Linked DNA regions of Hordeum vulgare: region 2 is linked to region 1. Evidence: chromatin contacts called from public Hi-C data. All regions are on one chromosome and are shown on one strand. Each heading gives the region's core, a stretch centred on a gene start, on an enhancer-like site or on the middle of the called end of the contact. The rest is flanking DNA. Distances are from core to core; before and after follow the strand shown. Region 1 holds the start of LOC123400767 (GATA transcription factor 12-like). Region 2 holds the start of LOC123445438 (60S ribosomal protein L36-3-like).

What was found. Hi-C and Micro-C count contacts between places; a contact is called where the count stands out from the background.
Region 2: a Hi-C map of leaf shows a contact between it and region 1, with 2.2 times the contacts expected there. The contact joins the promoter of LOC123445438 here to the promoter of LOC123400767 in region 1. A contact is called at or near these places in 1 of 6 Hi-C or Micro-C datasets (leaf) and 1 of 1 datasets of contacts at active chromatin or transcription factors (embryo).

What each region holds. Positions count from the first base shown.
Region 1 is chr1H:462,032,511-462,038,738 of MorexV3_pseudomolecules_assembly, reverse strand. It overlaps LOC123400767 (GATA transcription factor 12-like), which reads right to left and starts at 2,667. Exons shown (of 1, transcript XM_045094664.1): 1 at 1,680-2,667. The coding sequence starts at 2,667. The coding sequence ends at 1,744.
Region 2 is chr1H:462,202,752-462,208,670 of MorexV3_pseudomolecules_assembly, reverse strand. LOC123445438 (60S ribosomal protein L36-3-like) reads left to right here and starts at 2,603. Exons shown (of 4, transcript XM_045122427.1): 1 at 2,603-2,701; 2 at 2,825-2,939; 3 at 3,723-3,922; 4 at 4,809-5,013. The coding sequence starts at 2,838. The coding sequence ends at 4,842.

The DNA.
Region 1 (6,228 bases), core at 1,418-3,917:
CTTTGTATCTATCTTGGACAATCTTGTCCTACACAATGTGAACAAAGTGATGTAATCAATTCTCATGATGCAAATATAATGCAAATATGATTACGCACAACTTGAACAAAGGCAAAACAAACTCACATAGTCGGATTCCACGGTCCCACTTGGAAGTGCATTGCGTACTTGCTCCAAGCAAGCTGCCCAACGGCTGCACATAGGCTTGATATTCTCCCAACTCCCTTGAAGCGACCGAAATGTGCGTGAAGTCCTATTGGGATACTTTGCCATAATGCGGAAGTATTGATCTTCGATCCTTTGCCAATATCTCTTGGCGGTTTGAGAAGTACCCGTACATGCATCAAGAGACACCGCACTCCATGCTTGGATCAAAGCTTGATCTTCCAAGATCGTGTAGTTCTTCGATCTTTGGCTATATTGAACGATTGACAAATCACGAGATATCGCAACAAATGGCGAAAACGAAAGGAAATGACCATGGCCCAAGACGCATACCTTCCGGCCATTTCGGCGAACACCTCGCTTGCGGGGGGAGCGACACCGTTGAACGGCATCGCCGGGGCATCTCTTTCCGGGATGGAGTGAGAGGATGAAGGAGCCGGAATCCTCTTCCTCTTGACGCCCGCGGCCTTGGTGACCTTCTCGGCCGCCGGTCGAGATCGCACAACAGCGTTAGCGCCCGGAGCGCGAGCCTTCCGGCGGGGGCTGTCGGATTTCCGTCCGGCACGACCACGTTGCCCTGCCGCTTGCGGGCAGGCGCGACGCTAGCTTGAGCGACGGCGGGGCCAACATGGCCGGCGACGAGATCCGCCAGAGGGGAAGGAGCGTGCGCGACCTCGACGGTGACGGGGGGCAGCAAGGAGGCATCCATGGCGGCGAGGGACGGTCGCGGAGGATGCACCGGAGCGTGCGGTGGCGAGGCAATGGTGGCGGCGGGTGGGGGGAGCGGGAAAGGCCGCGCGGAAATGTCCCTCCCGCCAAATCTTGCTGCGGATAGAGGCTGAGCTCGGGTCGGCCTCCTGGTCCGTGAAACTAGAGGTTGGGGGAGAAGTTTTACCGCGCCCCGCAAAAATATTTACGGGCCGGGGCGGGATGCGGGATGATCGGGCAGGTTTTTCCGTCCCAACCCGCACTTTGACGGTTATTTTACGGGCCGAGGCGGGATGCGGGGTCTGCTAGAGTTGCTCTTACACTCCCAAAATGGCCTTTCAACACAAAAAATACTAACATTCAATTTGGTATTTTGCAAAAGAGAACCGAATAACTTGCAATTTCAGTGTTGAATAGCTATTTCATGAGAGCACCTCAAATGAATTGTACATTTAGTTTGCCGATAAAAATAATCATGCCATCGGCCGACCACTCATTGTGAATTATATTTGCATTCTGCGCAAGAGTGTCTCATTTTACTGTACCTAAATTTCCTAGTAGCAGTTGGGAAAGAAAAAAAGATTGCTCCATCGTTTCAACTTGAAACTTGCAGTCTGTGCAAGAGTTGGTGCACAAGTGCATAGAATCTTTCCTCTCCCATGAAAACAATCAAGAATACTGATTAGATCTAAAAGATTATCTCTGAAATAAATAGTAGTAATAGAACCTCTCTAACTAAATGTAAGACGTTTTTGCAGTTTAAACTGAACTACAAAAATGGCTTACATTTAGTTACAGATGGAGTACCAATTAATACTACGGTGATTGTCTGAATAGGTTCGTTTCACAATTTTCGTACGCCAGGTTTAATCAGTCCACGCGACTTGCGGCACTGCGCTTCTTCCTCGCCACCGTCGCACCGCCCGCCAACGGCTTGCCGGAGTGTTTCTTGCTTTTGGCGCTACTTGGTTTCGCCGCCCGGGGGCGCTTAGTGGTCGGCGGCGCCGCTAGCTTGTTCTTATACCGCAAACCGCACGCGTTGCACAGCGTCTTGGGCCCCTGCGGGCCAGCGCGCCACAGCGGGGTCTCCGAGATGCCGCAGTTGCGGCACCAGTGACTGTCCCTGCAACCGCCTCCGCCGTCAACGGTGATCACCACGCTGCGCGGCACCACCGGCCGCACGACGGTTTCCGTTTGCTGCTTCCTCTCTGCCGCGGGGCCGCTCTGATGCTTCGGCTGCCGGCGGTTCGCGGCGTAACTCTGCTTGCCCTCATATGGGTGCCACTGGGCGTCGGTGTCGTCGTCCTCCGACGAGGAATCGCTCGACGACATCACATATTGGTCGTCGTCCCCATCATCGTCCATGTGGTCGCTGAACGGCAACGAGGACCAGCGGTTAGTCGCCACGGCTGGCCTGTCCGGCACAGCGGTGGCAGTTTCGGTTGCTGTCGGCGTCGGCGTCGGCGTCGTTCCATTGGAGCCGTCGACGGCAATGACGGACGTTTTCTCTGGGTCCGGGAGCTCCTGCAGCATTTTCAGGAAATCCGTCCCGGCGCGCATCGACATGTCCATGCTGCCGCCGCAGAAGTCGTCGAACCACGCGCCGCCGGCGAAGCCATCCTCCGTGCCGTCGCCGAGGCACTGCATGACGTCGTCGAGCGGGTCGTCGGGGATGTAGAGTGCGGAGACGAAGGCCGGCGGCCCGACGGTGCCGCTGCCGGCGACGTCGTCGGTGTGAGAGGCGCCCCGCGCTTGGCGGACATGGCTTTGGTGCATCGCGCCGTAAGGCTTCATGGCGTGGGCGGAGGCAGCGGTCGATCGATCTATGGCCTCTCGATCGGGAAGTTGCATGGCTTCCTCCGAGCGAGCGAGCGCGTATTATGGCGCCTAGGTCTCGTGCGTAGTTCCGAATCGGCCACAGCAACCTTTTTTTTTTACACGGCGACAGCAACCTGTAATTCAAGTCGGCAACAGATGTGGGCTTCCAATCACGATACGTAGCCCAACAGAAGTGGCTAACCGCGACAACCTGGCCCAGTATCGACCCAGCAGCAACAACGACCCGTGCATTTGGAAAAGCCTATTCGCCGCTCTCTGCGTCGCCCGGCTTCGCAAAGGCACCACCGAACGTTCGGAAATGGCCCGGCCCATTTATAGTCCCAACACCTAGAGGTTCCCAGCCGGCTTTTCCCTGTTTTGGGAAACTTCTAGAAAGTTCCCTGAACGAGTTTTTTTTCTTTACTTTTTCTGTTTCTGTTTCAAAAAATGTTCTAAATTTTTAACAAATTGTTCTTCAAATTCGAACACTATTTTTTCTTTTTCAAAAAATGTACTGCATTCTCAAAAAATGTTCTTCAAATTCGAAAACTATTTTTTCATTTTCAAGAAATGTACTGCATTTTCAAAAAATGTTCTTCAAATTAGAAGAAAGTTTTTCCTATTTAAAAAAGTATTCTGTATTTTAAAAATGTTCTTTATTTTCCAAAAATGTTCCGAATTTTAAAAAAATTATTCAAACTTCCCAGTTTGTCTAGCATTTTTCAAAATCGTCCTTGGTTTCAAAATTGTTAAGGGTTTTTCAAAATTGTTCTGCTTTCAAAAAAAATCTCAAGATTCAAAAATTATTTGTGCTTTAAAACAAATCGTGCTTCCATATTTCTTTGGGTTTTTTTCAAAATTGTTCTCCATTTCCAAATTTTGTTCTCAAGATTCAACACATATTCGCCATTCGAAAATTGTTCGCGCTTTCAAATTTGTTCAGGATTTTTCAAAAATTGTTTTCGGTTTCAAAACCTTTCTGAAAATTCGAAAAATATTCGTGCTTTAAAAATTTGTTCTTACTTTCAAATTTGTTCGGTGCTTTTCAAAATTGTTCTCCTTTTCAAAATTTTGTTCTCAAGATTCAAAAAATATTCGAGCTTTAAAAAATGTTCGTGCTACCAAATTTATTCAAAAAATTTCGTAATTGTTCTCAGTTTCAAAATTTGTTCTCACAATTCAAAAACAGTTGTACTTTAAAATTTTGTTCGAGTTTATAAATTTGTTTGGGATTTTCAGAATTGTTCTCTTTTTCAAAATTTTGTTGTCAAGATTCCAAAAGTAATCATTATTTAAAAATTGTTCGCGTTTCCAAATTTGTTCACGATTTTCAAAATTGTTCTTCAAATTCGAAAAATGTTTTTTCTTCACATACGAAAAGAAAAGGAAAAAGGAAAGAGAAAAATTGTTCTTTATTGTTTTCTGTTTCTTCTTCTCTTTTCTGTTTCTGTTTCAAGAAATGTTATAAAGTTTTCAAAAATTGTTCTTCAAACTCGAAAACTATTGTTTCTTTTTCAAGAAATGTTCTACATTTTCAAAAACAATTCTCGAAATTCGAAGAAACTTTTTCCAATTTAAAAAAATGATCTGTATTTTTTTCTTAGATCTCTATTTTCAAAAAAAGATTTGTATTTTCAAAAAATTGTTCGCGCTTCCAAATTTGTCTAGGATTTTCGAAAATAGTTCTCGGTTTCAAAACTGTTTGTGGTTTTCAAAATTGTTCTCCTTTTCAAAAAAAAATCTCAAGATTCAAAAAATGTTCATGCTTTCAGAAAATCGCGCTTCCAAATTTGTTCAGGGTTTTTTCAAAATTATTGTCCGTTTCAAATTTGTGCTCAAGATTCAAAAAAACTTCGGACTTTAAAAAATTGTTCGCGCTTTCAAATTTGTTCAGTATTTTTCAAAATTGTTTTCAGTTTCAAAACTTTTCTCAAAATTTGAAAATTGATCATGCTTTCAGAAAAAAAATGTAATTTCGAAATTGTTCTCCTTTTCAAAATTTTGTTCCTAAAATTCTAAAAATGTTCACGCTTTCTAATTTATTTAAGATTTTTCAAAATTGTTCTCCGTTACAAAAAAAATCTCGACATTCAAAAACTGTTTGTGCTTTCAAAATTTGTTCTCGCTATCAAATTTGTTTGGGGTTTTCAAAATTGTGCTCTCAAGATTGAAAAATTATTCATTTTTAAAAAATTTGTTCGCGCTTTGAAATTTATTCACCATTTTTTAAAATTGTTCTTTAAATTCAAAAAAATAATTTTTTGATTAAAAAATAAAAGAAAAATGGGAAGAGAAAACGAACCAAAAAACGAAAATAAACAGAAAACGGAAACAGAGCTAGGCCAGCCAGTAGTGGCGCCCCCTTTGCGGCGCAGGGCTCCTACCGCAATGAACGACAGGTAAGAGCTTCCCTCCTCGTTTATCGAAATCAGACGACGACGTATAAGCAAATCTTATTTGACGCTACAGGCGCCGGTTAAATTTCATTGTTCTTAACCAGCGCTGCACGCGCCGGTCATGGCCCGGCCCGGTGAGAGGGCTGTTTTCCCGGATTTTTTTCATTTAGTTTTTTAGGACATGTTTTTTTTTATTTTTTTTTTCCAAATTCATGAATTAGTTTCCAAAATTCGTGAACTTTTTTGAATATTGATGAACTTTTACCAAATTTTGATGATTTTCTTTAATATTTGATGAACTTTTTTAAGGTTTGTGAACCTATTTTCAGTTCAACATACTTTTTATAAAACAATTTTCAAATTCATGAACTAATTTTCAAAACCCATGAACTTTTTAAACATTTGTGAACTTTTTTTTAGATCACAATGAATTTTTCGAAATTCATGAACTTTCATTTCAAAATTTATGAACCATTTTCGCTTTTATGAACCTTTTGTGTTCTGTTTTTTGGTTTTGCTTTTTTGCTTTTTCTTATAGAAAAATCAGCCCTGGAACTGGGCCGGCCTATTTTGCAGGGCCTGTAGGCTGGTTCTCCTAACCGGCGCTCAAGGCGCCGACTAGGAGCTCCCCGTCCTATATGCCGGTCGTTGCGGCTAAAAGGTGGCGTTTCGCACAGGGACGGCTAACCTGGGCCGGGCCATTGAGTTTCACGTGAAGGCAACACGTTAGCGAGATGAAGGAACGCAAAAATAATTGTGAATGTGTTGTGACTCGAATCGAAGAGTTTGTACCAAAACGCGCGTTGTCCTAACGACTGCGTCTGAGAAACAATCATGGTAGATTTGCAGCGCCATATATAAAGGCACAAACGAGAGCGGAAAAACTTAAATAACAGTTTGCTAAAATTACAAAAACTAAAATGCATGAGATGATTTGAACTGAAGACGTCCTGCAAGCTGCAGGTGATCAACGTCGCTAGCCATGAATTCCAAAAAGATTTCGTGTCCAAAATCGCACCCACATTTATATGAAAGACGACACAAACTTAAACTTTTTTTAAAATTTTGTATGCACTTTTATTTTTTATATTTCTGAACAAAATTTAAAATCTCAAACATTTTGTGAAGTAAAACTTTTTTA
Region 2 (5,919 bases), core at 1,354-3,853, 170 kb before region 1:
GTTGCATAACTTCAATTTTTTTGCTTCCACGTGCTCATGACTGATCTATTGATCATGTGTAAATTCATCACAAAAAAAAAACAGATTGTTCAAAAATCTTGATAATCATTGACAGTTGTATGCTTCTTCACTAGGTTGCTGGATCACAATGACGTTTCACTTTAAATAATACAATTTGAGTGACATGCTATTTTGTATTCAACGTTATTACTGTTGCACGTACACGCTTACTAGTAATAGGAAAAAGCAGAAACAAAAAACCATCAACGAAAAACTTAAAATAAAACGCTTCAGCAGCCCAGCGAAGGAAACAGCACAAAAACGCTAATGTGGGCCAGCCCAATTTGCATCGCACGTGGACGTTACCCCATCCATTTGACGCCCGCAGGCGTCAAATAGGATTGGCCCTATTGGATATGCTCTGTTAACTCGTGTTGTGCTGAATGAAGCATTTTTTTTTCAACTGGGTTCACACGCCTTTCCATTACTTTCATAACATTTTTTTTTCAACTGGGTTCACACGCCTTTCCATTACTTTCATACCAGATATGTAACAAGGTTCACACTAATTTGACCTTAACATTCATGAAATAAATGCGTCGGTGCGGACGCGCGCGCCCTCTCGGTGTCCGCCCCAACTACTCCCTTCGTCACGGTTTAGAAGACACAGTTAGACTTGCATGCGTTTCCAAAATAGACAAAGATTAAGGCACGCTGCATTTACTCCTATCAGCTAATTAGTACTCCGTTGTACTACTTCTATATGCATGTATAGTGTGAATGCTATTTTTTAACTCATTTCACATCCAATCAATAACTACCTAGGTCCTAGAGAATTTGCATGCACGCCTTCTAAACCGTGACGGAGGGAGTATCGACAATCAACTTAACTTATGACGGCCATCCTCCATGAGCCCACGCGTCAGCGGCTGTGGTCAGCCTTTTTTAATCCGAGCGTGCGGTGGGGTTCGGCCTCATCTGCTTCCAGAACCCCTCGTCCCCATCTTGCCACCTCGTCGGCGACCAAACCTTAGCCTGCAGCCATGGTCGACTCCTTCCAAAACAAGGGCAAGTCCTCCGTCTACCCCGCACGATCTCCCCGCCGGCGTCTTCCCCCCGGCCTCGCGAGCGTGTCAGCATCACGGTGCACCAATCACGGTGACACTGGGAGCACCGCGTCCCGCTGCCGTACCCGGATGTCACCCTTCCGCACTACTGGCATCTGGATCCGGAGAGGATCCATGTGTCGGCCGTGCCACGGTCGGTGCGAATGCACGCGGATGAGGTGAGTCGACGCGGGCGGCAGCTGACGCCGGAGCAGCGGCTCAACCGTGTGTACGTGACCATTCTCCCCACTCGGAGGTCTGGTTTGCGGTCGAGCATGAAGAGCAGTGCCGGCGCGGCGTGCGCGACGTGCAGCCAGGAGGCCCTCTGTCGCCCCCGCCCGTAGTTAGCGACGAGGACCAGGAGGTGGAGGCTGCCTACCAGGCGGCGCTGGCAGCCGCAATCCGCGAGAGTGAGGAGGAAGAGCGGTGCAAGGCCGAGGAGGAGGGCGTGGTGTACGAGGCGTAGCTCGTAGAGGCCATCGCGCTGTCCGCCGCCGTCGACTGCGTCGTGCCCCCTTCGTCAAAGACCGAGCTACAAGGCCGCAGCGGGAGGTCTACGAGTGGACCGACTGCCTCCGCAAGTGGGTCAGCGCGCCGCCCATCTGGTTGAACGCGACACCGTAGCAGGAGGAAGCTCCACCACTAGAGGGCGCAAAACCTGGCGGAGGAGCGCGTCGATGGTCGTCGGCTGATGGCGCTGGAGCGTGAGACGGAGGAGGAACGATGAGAGATGGAGGAGGAGGAACGTGCCTGTGCTGCGCAGCCACTGCCACCAGCGCAGCCCGCGTCGGCGGGACAGACGACAGAGGCGCAGGCAGCGGCGCTCTAGAACATGGCGTTCCCTTGGGCTGGTCCTGCATCAACGCTTGTTGACCTCACCGGACCCGAAGTCGACGCCGCCTAGGGCCGACTCGCAGTTTAGGTTTTTTAATATTTAATTAATGTAATGGGGATGCGTGGACTCTCGCCAGCCACAAAGGCCGGCTTTAACGTTTAATTAATGTCTGTTCATTATCTTCGGAAATGTTTGATTTTTTTTTCACGCGTCGGCAAAATAAACCGGGCCAACGTTGAATGCATGCGTCGACCCAGACGCTGAAGCGGACTTTGATGTCCGTCAGTCTGACCCAAAGAGACAAAACACAGACAAAACGCCGTTCGTTTGAATCGGTCGGTTGGAGTTGCTCTAATCGTTTGCTTTTGTCGTAATAAAGCTTTCCATATGCGATGCAAAAAAATAGACATACTATTCTGGTAAAAGAAATGAAAACGTCGGAGGACCATCTTTTATAATAGAAAAAACAGAGTATCCGCAAACTTTACCGATCAGTAGGATCTATCTTTTTTGTTTTTGAGAAATTGTCAGAATCTATCAAGGGGCATCCGCGTGCGATGTCGACAAACGGCCCAAAAGTGCGTACGACCCATGTCCGCCCAGATTTCTTCGGCCCAAAAGGAAAATATCAGAATGGCCTTAGCCTTAGCCCGGCCCGCATCAACCAGCCACGCAGCGGCATCAGCGCGCCGTATATAACCACCCTCCTCGCCCTAGGGTTTCTCCTTAGACGCAGCCGCTTCACTTCTCCCAGGTAAAGGTGAGCACCCCCACCCCCACGCCCCGCCGCCGCCGCTGCGGACCCAAAACCCTCATCTCCTCCGTCCCCCCCGCCGCTTCTCCCCGTCGCTAACGTGGGCTGTCTCTTCTCCTGGTTGTGCAGGAAAGGTTCGCCCATGGCTCCGTCGCAGCCCAAGTCGGGCCTCTTCGTGGGCATCAACAAGGGCCACGTTGTCACCAAGCGCGAGCTGCCGCCGCGCCCGTCCGACCGCAAGGGGGTAAGCTTCTTTGTCATACGGATCCCGCGGGTGCTCTTGTTCTATTCTGTTGATCCGCCGGAGTTGGGCGGTGCCAGGGCTCCGCGGTCTGCGCGCCCTGGATCCGCGCGTTGCGCGACTGCCGCCTGAGCCACTTTGCCGTCAACGCTAGAGAGCTCATCCCTTTGCCTGTCTTGCCTGCGTTACGCCACTGGCGCCTGAGGCCTCATAGCCTATCCGCCATGTTGATCCGTGTGTGCTTGATGTATTAGGCTCGGTTTCTTGTTGGTGGATTATGCGGTAGTGGTAGCATGCTTGTTTGCTTCATGTACGGAACACAAGTCTTCCGTACATCACTTGTTGCTAGTTTTTTAGATCTAAACCTTGCTACAATTTCTGTTGGAGGCATATTTTGGTCTTGCCATTTTACTGTTAGGTTGTGTGAATCAGAAAAGTTGTTGGTTAATATTTTATTTCATCAATAATGATTACCTTTGTTTACCCGCTGGTTGATCGAATATACATACATAACTTGCTAATGTGCATCTGGTTTTGGCTTTGTGTAGAAATTTCATTTCACTATTTAGTCTACCTAAATACGATTAGCAGGTTGGTTTTGAGTGATCTAGTTTAGCTGGAAGATGAGATTCCGCTTAGATTCTGAATTTTGTTGAATGTCTGACTATTCCTTCATTCTCATCTTTTGAGTCGCCAAGTGTAAACTATCATGTATGGCTGGAAGAGTTCCTGTTATAGGCTTGTTCAATTCTGTTTGTACTGACCGGTTACCCTGTTGGTTTGCAGAAAGGTACCAAGAGGGTGCATTTCGTTAGGAGCTTGATCAGGGAGGTTGCTGGGTTTGCTCCATATGAGAAGCGTATCACTGAGCTTCTCAAGGTTGGCAAGGATAAGCGTGCTCTGAAGGTGGCGAAGCGAAAGTTGGGCACCCACAAGAGGGCCAAGAAGAAGAGAGAGGAGATGTCCAGTGTCCTCAGGAAGATGAGGTGTGTAAAATATGACTTCAATCTGAATTTTTTGTTACCTTCTCTTTGAAAGCATTATCTGTGATGATATACATTAGTACAATAATGTCATTCAGTAGGTATTTTACATGTACTCAACTTAATTGTTGTATTATTGTAGCTTTGGAAATCTATACTTTAGTTAGTGATACTTCATATATGGTTAATTGTCAATTCTTTACGGCAGACTCAAATATGAGTGATATGGTTTCTTGGAGTTTATACAATGTGCCTTCTGTGTGATGGGAGGACATCCGAGTCTTCTAGCTTTGAGGGAGCAAACTTTGCATGTTTGTATATTCCTAAGCTAACATCACAAATTGAGCCTTTTGGTGTTGAGGTGTCCCCAGGGATTACTCCATTAGAAGGCAGTCTCATATTCCATCGCCCTTGATAGCAGCGTTGCTGCATTAAAACTTTGGGAATTGCCATGAGACGAACATTTGTTCTTGCTAGCATTTATATTATTAAATGTTTTAGACAACACAATTAGCCTTTTTCTGTTAATGAATACTGTTTTCTGTGTGATGGGAGGACATCCGAGTCTTCTTGCTTTATGTGGAGCAAACATTCCATGTTTGTATATTCCTAAGCAAATGGTTCAAAGTGACCCTTCTGGTGTTGAGGTTCCCCTATGGTTTCCTCCCCCAGATGGCAGTCTCATATTCCATCGCCCTTGATAGCAGCGTTGCTGCATTTATACTTTGGGGATTGCCATGGGATGCACATCTGCTATTTTTTTGTTGTTTCAAGCACATTTTTATGCCTTGTTAATGGATTGCATGTTTTGGTTTGGGGATTGTCTTCTTTTCTGTATGTTAGGTACTTTCTTGGTAGACGTGGACTAATTTTCTGCTGTGATATACAGATCTGCTGGTACTGGAACCGAGAAGAAGAAGTAGAGTATCCCAAGCTCGTGAAGTTAATGGCAATCTTCTGTTCTGGTGGCCAGTTTTTACTACATGTAGAACCTACTAGACTTGAAACTGTTACCCGCCAGCTAAAATTATGCTATGTTGAACCTCCTGTCCTGTGAGATTTTTGATCTACTTTGCAAAGCCTGGCTTTCACCTTGTTTTCTTGGTTTGCTTTTTCATTATCTGTTAGCTTCATGTGGCATTCATTGCCTGTGGCTGTGGCTTACAATTGGCTTACGTGTGGTTAATTTCCATCCTGTAGGCTCCTTGGTTAAGAACCAACTTGTCATGGATGCCATGTTTTTAATACTAGCAAAAGAGCCAAAACATGCATTTTTAATTCAATAACCACGACTCAAGAAACATCTTTTAATTCCAAATGGCATCATATTTATGTCACTGACAGTGGCCTGAATGCTCATATAATAAGAACACATTTGAGTGTGGTCAGTCCTAAGGACTCTCTTTGTCTCTCTTTTGAGAAAATTTTATTACGTTCAGGATGCATATTAAATGAACAAATCAAGAAATAAAAGCATGAAAGAATATTATGCATATTTAATGAACAAATCAAAAAATAAAAGTATGAAAGAATATTGAGTGCATGTATTTCAAATAATTAAAATTTATGTCTTGTGAAACTTATATTATTAATGAACATATAATAAGTAAATTTGGATATTACTTGATGTTTCAAGTTGCATGGTCTCTCTCCTGGTGATGCCCATAAATATTTGCATTATGATGAAAATAGCCAAATATGTTTTATTAATTGATGGTAGCATAAGCATCAGAGTACTATTTTTATCTTGCTGATATATTTGTTTGTATTTGTAATCCAAATGAAATCTTAATTTGGTTGCAGAAATATTAGAGAACTCCATAAAAAATAATCAATTTGTAATCCAAGTAACCAAATGTTCAAGGTTGCATATCAACATCCATATTTAAAAAAATAATTAGCAAAACAGTTTAAAACAATATGAAAATTCAAAGCTAAGCCATTCGATTATGTAAAGCTTGTATAAGCAAAATTGTACATGTTTTATACATTAGAAATAT